Linked DNA regions of Mus musculus: region 2 is linked to region 1. The links are chromatin contacts, called in public Hi-C maps. All regions are on one chromosome and are shown on one strand. Each heading gives the region's core, a stretch centred on a gene start, on an enhancer-like site or on the middle of the called end of the contact. The rest is flanking DNA. Distances are from core to core; before and after follow the strand shown. Region 1 has its middle 39 kb from the start of Arhgap20. Region 2 holds the start of Arhgap20 (Rho GTPase activating protein 20).

Region 1 (5,046 bases), core at 550-3,049:
TTTCTGAACTGTATTGTTGTTGCAGATTGGCTTATATCTTATGCTCATGATGCTAAGCATTGGACCCCTGTGTCTGAAAGATGATTCTTCAAGGTTTGATGAACACGATGATAGTTTTATACAGAGCAAATAGTTAATGGGGAAGAAATCATAGTTTATGTCTAGGGTGTAGTCATATCTGAGTCTCCTGACAAATTGAAGTTACTCACGTACAAGTATAATATAATGTACCAAATGGCATAGATGGGGAATTGGACACAAGGACATGATTTTAAAAGGCACAAAGGAAGACCTGACACCTTTGATCTGGAATATATAAATTTACAGAAAACTTTCAGTAATGAGAAAAGATCTCAGGATCAACAATGCCTGGAAATCAGAAGCAAAATTCCTTCATATTTAGTCAGAGGCATTTATAATGGGGGCCTTTAAGACTGGTTTTATGTGGCTTAATTGTTCTTGATGTGTTTTTATAGAACTCTTGCCACCTTCCAGAATTTTCATGGAAACTTGATGGGAAAAAAACCACCCTGTGAACTTTTTCTTTTCTTATTGCAGTAAGAAAATAAATAAAGATGAAACTGTGTATATATTTGAAGTCCAGATAAGAGTTCCTCCGTGGCTCTCACTAATATAGAAAAATCTATTTAAATTTTTTCACTTCCCCTTTCCTTTCAAAACTGGTCCAGTTAGCCTTGGCTTCCACCCCTCTTTCGACAGTTATAAAACAAAATGGAATGTTTGCAGCGAAAGGACAAGTCTGAGCAGTGACTCAGAGGAAACAAGCATTTATAAAACACGCTTCCCTGAAGTCTCAGTACAAACATGGCCATGGCTCTGTTCCAGGTTGGACAGGGGAACTCACTCACTGGCTCACTGGGGTGGCCCCTTGGCAAACTGGTCTTACAGGGGCCGTACCAGAGACAAGACCTGGGCTGCAAGTGGCCTTGAGACACGAGCATTCCATGGTGATCTTTCATCTCTAAGAGTCAAAACAACAATGGCTGTAATGAAAACAGACAAAGAAAAGGGGGCTCTGCTGGAGGAACATTCTCCAGGCTGAAACTTTTGTAATGGCAAATGCCTTTGCAGCTAACTGTCTTCTTCATAGCACGCCTTTGCCCTAGGATCAAGGTTGCCAGTATCTCTCTAGACTACAATGTATTACAAGGACATTTGGTTTTAGCTCTGGAGTCAGTGGGATTTAGTTTTGAATCCTGATTTGCTACTTTGTATTTTCACTTGACTAGTGTTTAGGAAGGACTGCGTTTTGCAGCAGGCAGGGCTCTTACCAAGTGCCGAGGATAAGCGTGAGCTGGACAGACAGGGTCTCTCTTCTCCTGTGGTCATTTTCTAAATGAAAGGAGAAAAAAATACCCCAAAGTACAACCAGAGAGATGAACTGAGAGTGATGGTGACATTGTTATAGGAACAAATTAGGGCACTGGGCTGGATGACCAGAGAAAACTTTCACAGATGGCAAGGGGGTGCCCTCTATGAAATTCCATTTGAGATCTGAATGACAAGAAAGTCAGCCAGGTAAGACCAGGCCTGGCACAGGCTTGTTCATGAGCAAGAACCAAGTGGGCAAGAACATTGGGGGGTGGGGAAGATCGGGAAGTATAGAGGGTAAGATGGCAGCCATCCTTGAGACGCTGCCCATAGAGAAGCCAGTTTATTTCTACTCTTGAAACTAAGTGTTGTGATCATTAAAATATATAACAATCCTGAGTCCAGACTTTTAGGTTCCTGCCAGCTTCTGTCTTGGTTTCTCTGTAGCCCAGACCAAATGTCCTTGTGATACACTGTAGTCTAGAGAGATAAGGGTCACCTTAGACCTTGGGCAAAGGCTATGCTGTGAAGACAGATACAAATGTATTTGCCATTAAGGGAGTTTCTGGGGTTCCCCCCCCCCCTGTGCATCACAGCTCCTGCATCTAAGGCTCAGAGAACCTCACAGAAGAGAGGGTAGAAAGGTTGTAAGGACCAGAATCCCCAAAAGTATGCTTTGAAATTGTCAATACTACAAATGGCTATATAAATAAGACTATAACAATGGCATTATCCAAAGACATGCTAATGTAGAAAGGAGGTAATGTTACCTAGACAAGAATTTCTATAGGCAACTAATTTCTGCAGTGGCTTCTGGGAGAGGGATAAATAGCCATTCCCAGAAATGAGCCTCCTTATTGGTTGTCTAATACAGAGCGGTCAGTCCTGACACTATATATACACAGATAACAAGAATGGACTCAGAAGGTTTATTATGCATGCGCACATGTACACATACATGTATATAGACACAAATATATATGCATGTAACAATAATAATAATAAAAAAGGTCAACGATTTGAGGGGAGGTGCGTGGGAGGGCTAGAGGGAGGATATATGGGAGGGGCTGAAAGGAAGAAAGGGAAGGGAGAAAGTGATACAATTATATTTTAGCTAAAAAAAGTACAGTCTTTTAAAGGTGACATTCATGATTTATGTCTTATAAGCACTACTTGCAGTCACTGTGATTGTTACAATGCTGCTGTTATTATTTAAAACAAGAGTATTTAATATGAGAACCTCACTTGAGATATAGTTGATTAAATTCAAATTTATGTCACTTGAATTGGCATACCATGCTGCTTGGGTTTTTAATTTCTTTCAGGGTTGAGAGAGAATCTAGGCATTTACACATGCAGGTATGTGCTCTACCACTGTGCTTTGTCTGCAGGTCTCTGTGCTTATTTTGAATCGCAATGCTCTCTAAAGCATAGAGATAGGTGTTATGCTAGCTATACCTTACATGGAAGAGTAAAATGCTCGTTGAATGATTTTCTTCACTAATCTCTAAATCTCTGAGATGATTTTTGACATGACCTTTGCTACTTTAAAGTGTGATTTACAATAATAAATACCAGTTACTATCATAGTAATATAGTACTGGTCTACTTACAAGACAACCAGAGGCTGAGGATGTACCATGTTGACAGAATATTTGCCTGGAATGTACAGGGCTCTGAATTGGAGCTTTGACACCATAAAGTACCAAATATACTTAAAATAGAAATTATCAATAATATCTAAGTTTCACATTCCTTAATTTTTATTCTAATCATTTAGAATTCTCACTCATCCATTCTCATAAAGGCATGTATATGAAACCTTGAATGCATATATAACTTTGTTTACATACCTCCAGTAGTGGCAATAGATAATTATCATGGGGAAGAAGACACCATGAAGACATTGTATGAATTAGTAGTCACTGCTAGCCTTCTTCAGTTAGAACAGTGGAAACCAGCCCCAGAGAAGGATAACAGCAGTCCATTAACTAGAGCTAGCACGGTGCATGTAAAGAGGTCATTCAAGGAAAAAAGGGAAGATCAGGGTTAAATTGAATGAAAATAATTGCAACTTTATCAGAAACCAAAGTTCACTGGAGAGGAAAACACGGGTAATACAAGGTCCTCAAACCTTATCCATATGGTGGGCTTTCTTAGATTATGTATATAGTCACTTCCGTATTTGTGAGTTATCAATGCACAGACATAAACAAATGCAGACTGGAATTTACATCTATACAACAGTATACTTTCCTCCTTGTCAATATTCCCTATACAATACAGTATAATAACTATTTTCACAGTGTATACATGGTACTAGACATGGTAAATGGCTTAGAGGTGGTTTTAAGAATACACAAGGAACACAGGAAGGAAGAACTTGGAGTTCAAGACCAACTTAAGATACATAGTCATGAAAACCAAGTCTGGGAATGAAGCTTAATGGCAGAGGGCTTCCGCAGCATGGCCAAAGTCAAGAGTTAAATCCCAAGCACTGCCAAAATAATGAGATTATATGAGAAGACATGCATACTCTGTATGCAAACCTACAATATCATATGTGAGGAAGACCTTTAGGAAATACAGAGGAAGGAGGTTATTACTATTATTACTAATTATTATTATTAACAGAAGAAAGAAGGTTAAATGGTCTGTTTAAATTAACATGCCTTGTCCTGCAAGCAGCTGCCCAGAGATGATTCTGCATATTAGATTTTACATCAAGCCACGCTTGAAAATATAAACCTATAGGAATACCAAATGTGCACAGAACAATAAGTTAGTAATCAACTTCATTATCCTTATAAATCCTCTGGACTAGGCACTAATGGAGTTCGAGGCAGATGCTCTTTTGACCAATGTGGGAGCAGAATAAGATTGTAAGGCAGAGCATGAACGTCCTTTACAGAACTGAACTGTCACTGCCATTATTTGGACTTCTTGATTAAATCTTCTCCATCCCTGAACAGAATATGATGTTCACATGACAAGCAGGAGCAGGAATCCTAAGAGAACACCATGGTGTTCTCCTGCTGACCACTGGACCATAGATAAGCCTGGCAGCAGCCAGCCTCAAGAAGTGACTACATGAAGGAGTTAGCAAGTGAGCTTCTTTCTCCTTGACTTATTCACTGAATTATTTGGAGCTAAATTTATTGGCAAAATTTTATTGTCTGTCTTGCCCAGGTGCTGAACAGTACTTTTAAACACCACCACCACCACCACCACCACCACCACCACCACCACCACCATCAATTTGGGGCCTTTTAAAGACTATTCTTTCTAGAACCCAAAGTGTGATTTAAATCTTCTTTTTATTGCTAACCATCTCTAGGACAATTCTACGTGTATGTCAAAGCAAGAAGGCAAACATTTGTCAAATGTAATGCAGACAAATTCCCTGCAGCTATTTACCATAAAGAAGACAGAATGATCTTAGTTTGTACTTTTACATACATAAGAACACTTTTTTAAACCCCTAGGCCAGACAACTTCCCTAGAATAATATTAAATAATTGCTTGACATCTCTTTCCTCACCAAAAAATACGAATATACACACTTTCATGAATGGGTTTTATATTCTTTTATACAAAGTTAAACCATAAAATAAATGTTAGTGTTTATAATATAAATGGCTCTTCACGACCACAGATCTTCTGAAAAAAGTATACCCTGAGATTTAAATCAGAGGTAATAAAAATAACATTATA
Region 2 (4,443 bases), core at 257-2,756, 38 kb before region 1:
GAATGACATCCTGACAATTTCACGTTTTATTTGGAAAAACTGGAACACACACACACACACACACACACACACACACACACACACACACCACATACAGCGCGCGCGCGCGCGCGCACACACACACACACGCACGCGCGCGCGCGCACACACACTCACACACACTGTCTCTGAAGGGTGAAAAAACCCACAAGGGCAAACATCAGCCTCCATACATCAAAGGCTGAGCCGCCACTACTGCCCATCCATCAAGTTCACAGACACCCATAGAGGGCTCTGTGACAGGCCCAAGGTCCTTGGGAGCTCACATACATTTCTATACAGCTATCACCTCTCTTCTTTCACCTCCAGCCAAGCCACCATTCTAGTGGGAAGATTAATGAAAAGCCATAAAATCCGGACATGCAGGGAGCCAGTGTATCCCTGTGAGTCTCTAATTATAGTAATGCAACGTTTTCACATTATTTGTTAGGGAAGAACTAGAATGAGCTCTCATCCCAACTTGTTTCCACAGAAGCTGGAGAAGGCGACACCACTGTAAGGAACAAATATGGCCAAATATCTGAAGGTTTAGTGCTGGAGGAAGGGAAGGGGGCACCCATGGCTACAGCACCCAAATCAATTCCCAGGAGCTCAGAAGCTCGCGGCCCACGTGCACTTGCTCCGGGACCTATTGCAGACTCCTGACCTCTATCGAAATCCTCCCGCTGCACCGTGGACCAGTCAATCACCAGCAAAAGCTACAAGTAGTTACCCGGATCAGTCCTTCGGGTGTCAGGGAACAAGGGCGCCGCCCCCACAGGCAAATGCAAACGTCCCTTCTCAGGGGGTGGTTCTGAGCCAAGCCCCCCATGCCCCGCTGGGACCTCCGGAAACTGCCCGCCCACCGCCAGCCAGCCTAGATCTAGGCCGAGTCAAACCTCCGGATCCCACAGTGTAGCCCACGGCACCCATCTCCGACATCCCCTGGAGGCCTTGGGTGGGCGCATCATCCCTCCCCTCCGGGGCCGCCTACCTTCCTCAGGCTGTCGGGTTAAGACTACCTCGGGAGGCTCGCAGGGAGGCACTCCCCGGGTCAGAGATGGAGAGGCAACGGGCTTCTCCGAGACCGTTTCCACCAGAGAAGACAGCGGGGATCCCGGGAGGTGACCCTCCCACCCCACGCGGGGACCGTTAACCCCTCTCAGCACCAGGCACCCGTGGAAGGCGCGAGCCCATGGAGGGGCCCTCCCGCTCGGGCGTCCTCACCTTCTTGGTGCCAGGGCCTCCCGCGATGCGAGACATGCCTGTCAGCGAGGAGGAGCGCCCCGGCTGCGCCCCTAGAGCATCCTGCTGCGGAGACATCGCTTCCATGAAGAAGATCTGCAAGCTAAGCCCAAGCCGAGGACCGGGTGGCTGCGCGGCGCGGTCCGCTCAGGCCGGACGCCGAGCTGCGGGTGCGGGCGGCGCGCCTCCCGTCGGGGCCATGGACCGCCGCCCGCGCCGCGCTCGTCGCGCTCGCCGCACTCTGCTCAGGCTGCAGCAAGCGCTCCGGGCGGCCGCCCGTCCACGTAGCCCCGCCCCGGCCCGCCCCGCCTCTCCGCGTCCGCCCCGCCTCCTCCGCCCTCCCCGCGCCGCCCGTGCACACTGCCGGGAGCGAGCTCTCAGCGCTTGGCGCTACCGAAGCCACTAACCTTGCGAGGTGCCTCCGCGGGTACGAAGCTTTCGCTGCCGCGCGCCACGCGCCGTGCACCACGCACCACTGCCTCCGGTGCAGCTCCGCGCGCCTGTCCGCTCGCTCCCGCCAGCGTCCCTTCCCGCGCAGCTGCAGCGCGGGAGCCTCAGCGAGCGCGGCTCGCTCGAAGGTGGTGCAGGGGCCGCCAGCCTAGCCTCGCTTTCGCGGACTGCGGAAGGGACCCCACCCCCACCCCCAACCCGGTCCCCGCTCCGCTGAAGAAGGAGTTAGACAAATTTGGAAGCCCTGGTGGCATCGCCGGACTTCGGGGGCAATATCGAACGCTTGCTAGCTAAGCCTGTCAGGGTAACCCAGAGCTGTTGCTTTGCAGTCACAGGGAGCAAGCATGGACAAGCAACCTTGCATGTCTGCACCACCAGCTTCGCAGGCAGCAAGCTGCAGGGACCCTGCATTCTGAAGGAGAAAGCGCAATTAAGAGGAAAATGCAGGCAGAAAGGAGGTTGAAACTTGGCATAGTATCTATGAGAAGGCAACAATATGTGGAAGCGTTGATCTGATATCGCGAGCTCAGAACCTAACTTCCTGTAAGTCCAAATAGTGACCCCTCCCTCTTTTTTGGACTAAATAATAATCAAAGGGCAGTTGGAACAGACCAGGGTTAAGTAGTGTTCGCACTTTGCAGGGCTGGCTGCTGGTGTAAATGATACAGTAGGTGGCATTCTTCCCTTGGAATCAGAACTAGTGTGAAAAAAAAATCACTAAGGATATCACTCCGTGATTGCGAGATGGTTACGGATTCTGCTTATTTTTGTGACAAGGAAAAAAGAAAAGAAAAGAAAAGAAAGGGGGAGAAAAGGAAAGGAAAGAAAAGAAAAAAAGAAAAAGAGGTTTCTTGCAGTTTGGGCGGCTATTGGGGCAGGTTATAAGGAACAGAACTCAGGTGGGCAGTGTTCCAAGCTAGGGGATGCTGTCCAACACACACCCACAAAGACACACCTACACAATCATCCAAACCTAAGATTGTTTGTTGTGGAAATATAAGGCTAATTTTAGTCACATCACACTACATTGTTAAAAGGAAGCTTAATAAATCTCATATATATGTATATACATCTGTGAATCAGGGGTGCTACAGCTGTGGTCCTCGTGCAGAGAAGGGCTTTCACCCACTAATTTATAGGTTGTGCTTAAAGAGGGCTTTGCAGTTCTGTTCATTCACTTGGAACCACCCCCAGGTGCCTTAATCTCTTAATTCTTTGGTGAATGGACACCCTGGCTTTTCTTAATCTGCCTCATTTTTGTTTGTTTGTTTGTTTGTTTGTTTGTTTCAATTCTTTTATCTCCAAATAGTTCACTTAGCCCAAAGAGTCACAGCCATCCAGACATTCTTGTTCTTTGTTGCCACCTGATAGATACTAAGGCAGTGTCTAACATAATAAATGTTTGTTAGTTAAATGAACTGAGAAGACACACAAATGATATAAGAAAGATGCAGAAGAGTCAAGACAGAGCTGGCTGTCATTCAAAGAGCCCCATGGACTATGAAGTATCTCTGTGATGAAATAGCCAGTTTCCCAAATCAAGGTACCCCCTTTTCCCCCAGCAAATGTGGAAAACTTTCACTGTTCATTTTGTCTTTTTATTCCCAAGATGAAATAGCTTGGAACAGCACAGAAAATTGCTCTCTCCACGTTAAGTTTCGAGGCAAGGCTACTCAGGAAATTTGGGTTTGAACAGCCGACAGTAGAGACACATGTCTGTCTGATCACAACACTGCCCTGCTAAACCATTATTTGGTTCCTTGCTGTGGAATAAACCAAAAATGTCATAGTACAGAATGAAAGACAGACCCCCCCCCACACCCCACCCTCACTTCACTTTCTTGCTGACTCTTATGTGTCTTTGCTTCTCACCCTGTTCTCTGTCACCTTGAAATCGTCATACTTTCAGAAGCCCACTAGGACTTTGGACTTGTCCTTCGTGTCTGGGAATTTTCCAGGCTACGTCTCTACCCTCTTTTACTTTACTCCGAAATGTCTAGTATCTGGGGCATAAAAGGTACCTGGTGAATCGTCCTGGAAATCTTCAGGACTGTCAGAAACCGAGAGAAGTCTTCCTAGGTTTATCTCTTCCCCAGCTCCAGGCACCCAGGCTTGAGAGTAGCTCCAGCAATTGCAACAGGAAGCCTTTGCTGAGTGTTTGCTCTATGGGAGACTATGAGTATTTTACAGATATAATTAACTCCCATCTGTATCAGATAGGGTGGGTTCGTTTATTCCCCCACTCCACATAGAAGACAACAGCAGGCCACGAGGACTTTGAACAGTGATGGTAACTTAGAAACTGACCATGCAGCTTCAGAACCTGCGTTCTTCTCAACTACCTGGTCTGCTTTCCGTGCTGCGGAAAGCTTTGCTTCTCTGAGTAACTCACACCACACTATACCAGTGCCGTTTGCTCTACTTGCTTTAAGAGGAAAAGTTGCATTTTTCTCTTCTCTATACCATGCACCCAAGCATGCTGCAGTAATTTTTACAACCTTTTATATTTGAATGGATAAACACACTATTATATACAACCATAGGTCACTTCCATCATTCTGTCTAGTGTGAGGGAGATGTTATACAGAGGAAGACAGAACCCTGGACTAGTCCTTGTGTTGTTTAGACGATGAAAACCATTTTCTATTCACCAGGATCCTTATGCTGTAGGCAAGTGATACCAGGACATGAAACTGATGATAAAGCAATTGAAGCGTGGGAAGCACAATG

The links. A called contact is a pair of places that touch in the nucleus more often than the background predicts.
Region 2: a Hi-C map of Sertoli cells shows a contact between it and region 1, with 2.4 times the contacts expected there. The contact joins the promoter of Arhgap20 here to the enhancer-like site in region 1. A contact is called at or near these places in 2 of 484 Hi-C or Micro-C datasets (Sertoli cells and nephron progenitors), 2 of 115 datasets of contacts at active chromatin or transcription factors (the SCID.adh cell line and embryonic fibroblasts) and 2 of 9 other capture datasets (adipose tissue and liver).

Annotation. Positions count from the first base shown.
Region 1 is chr9:51,723,899-51,728,944 of GRCm38.p6, reverse strand. No RefSeq gene overlaps it. Among named protein-coding and RNA genes, the nearest start is that of Arhgap20, 39 kb to the left of the region's middle. Within about 2 kb of position 1,799, at least 31 of the 459 cell types and tissues checked have an H3K27ac peak or open chromatin away from gene starts, as enhancers often do. A contact at or near this core is called in Sertoli cells and embryonic fibroblasts, where this site is marked.
Region 2 is chr9:51,762,414-51,766,856 of GRCm38.p6, reverse strand. It overlaps Arhgap20 (Rho GTPase activating protein 20), which reads right to left and starts at 1,506. Exons shown (of 15, transcript NM_175535.4): 1 at 1,246-1,506. The coding sequence starts at 1,350. Gm40520 (a long non-coding RNA gene) reads left to right here and starts at 1,429. Exons shown (of 3, transcript XR_870739.3): 1 at 1,429-2,256.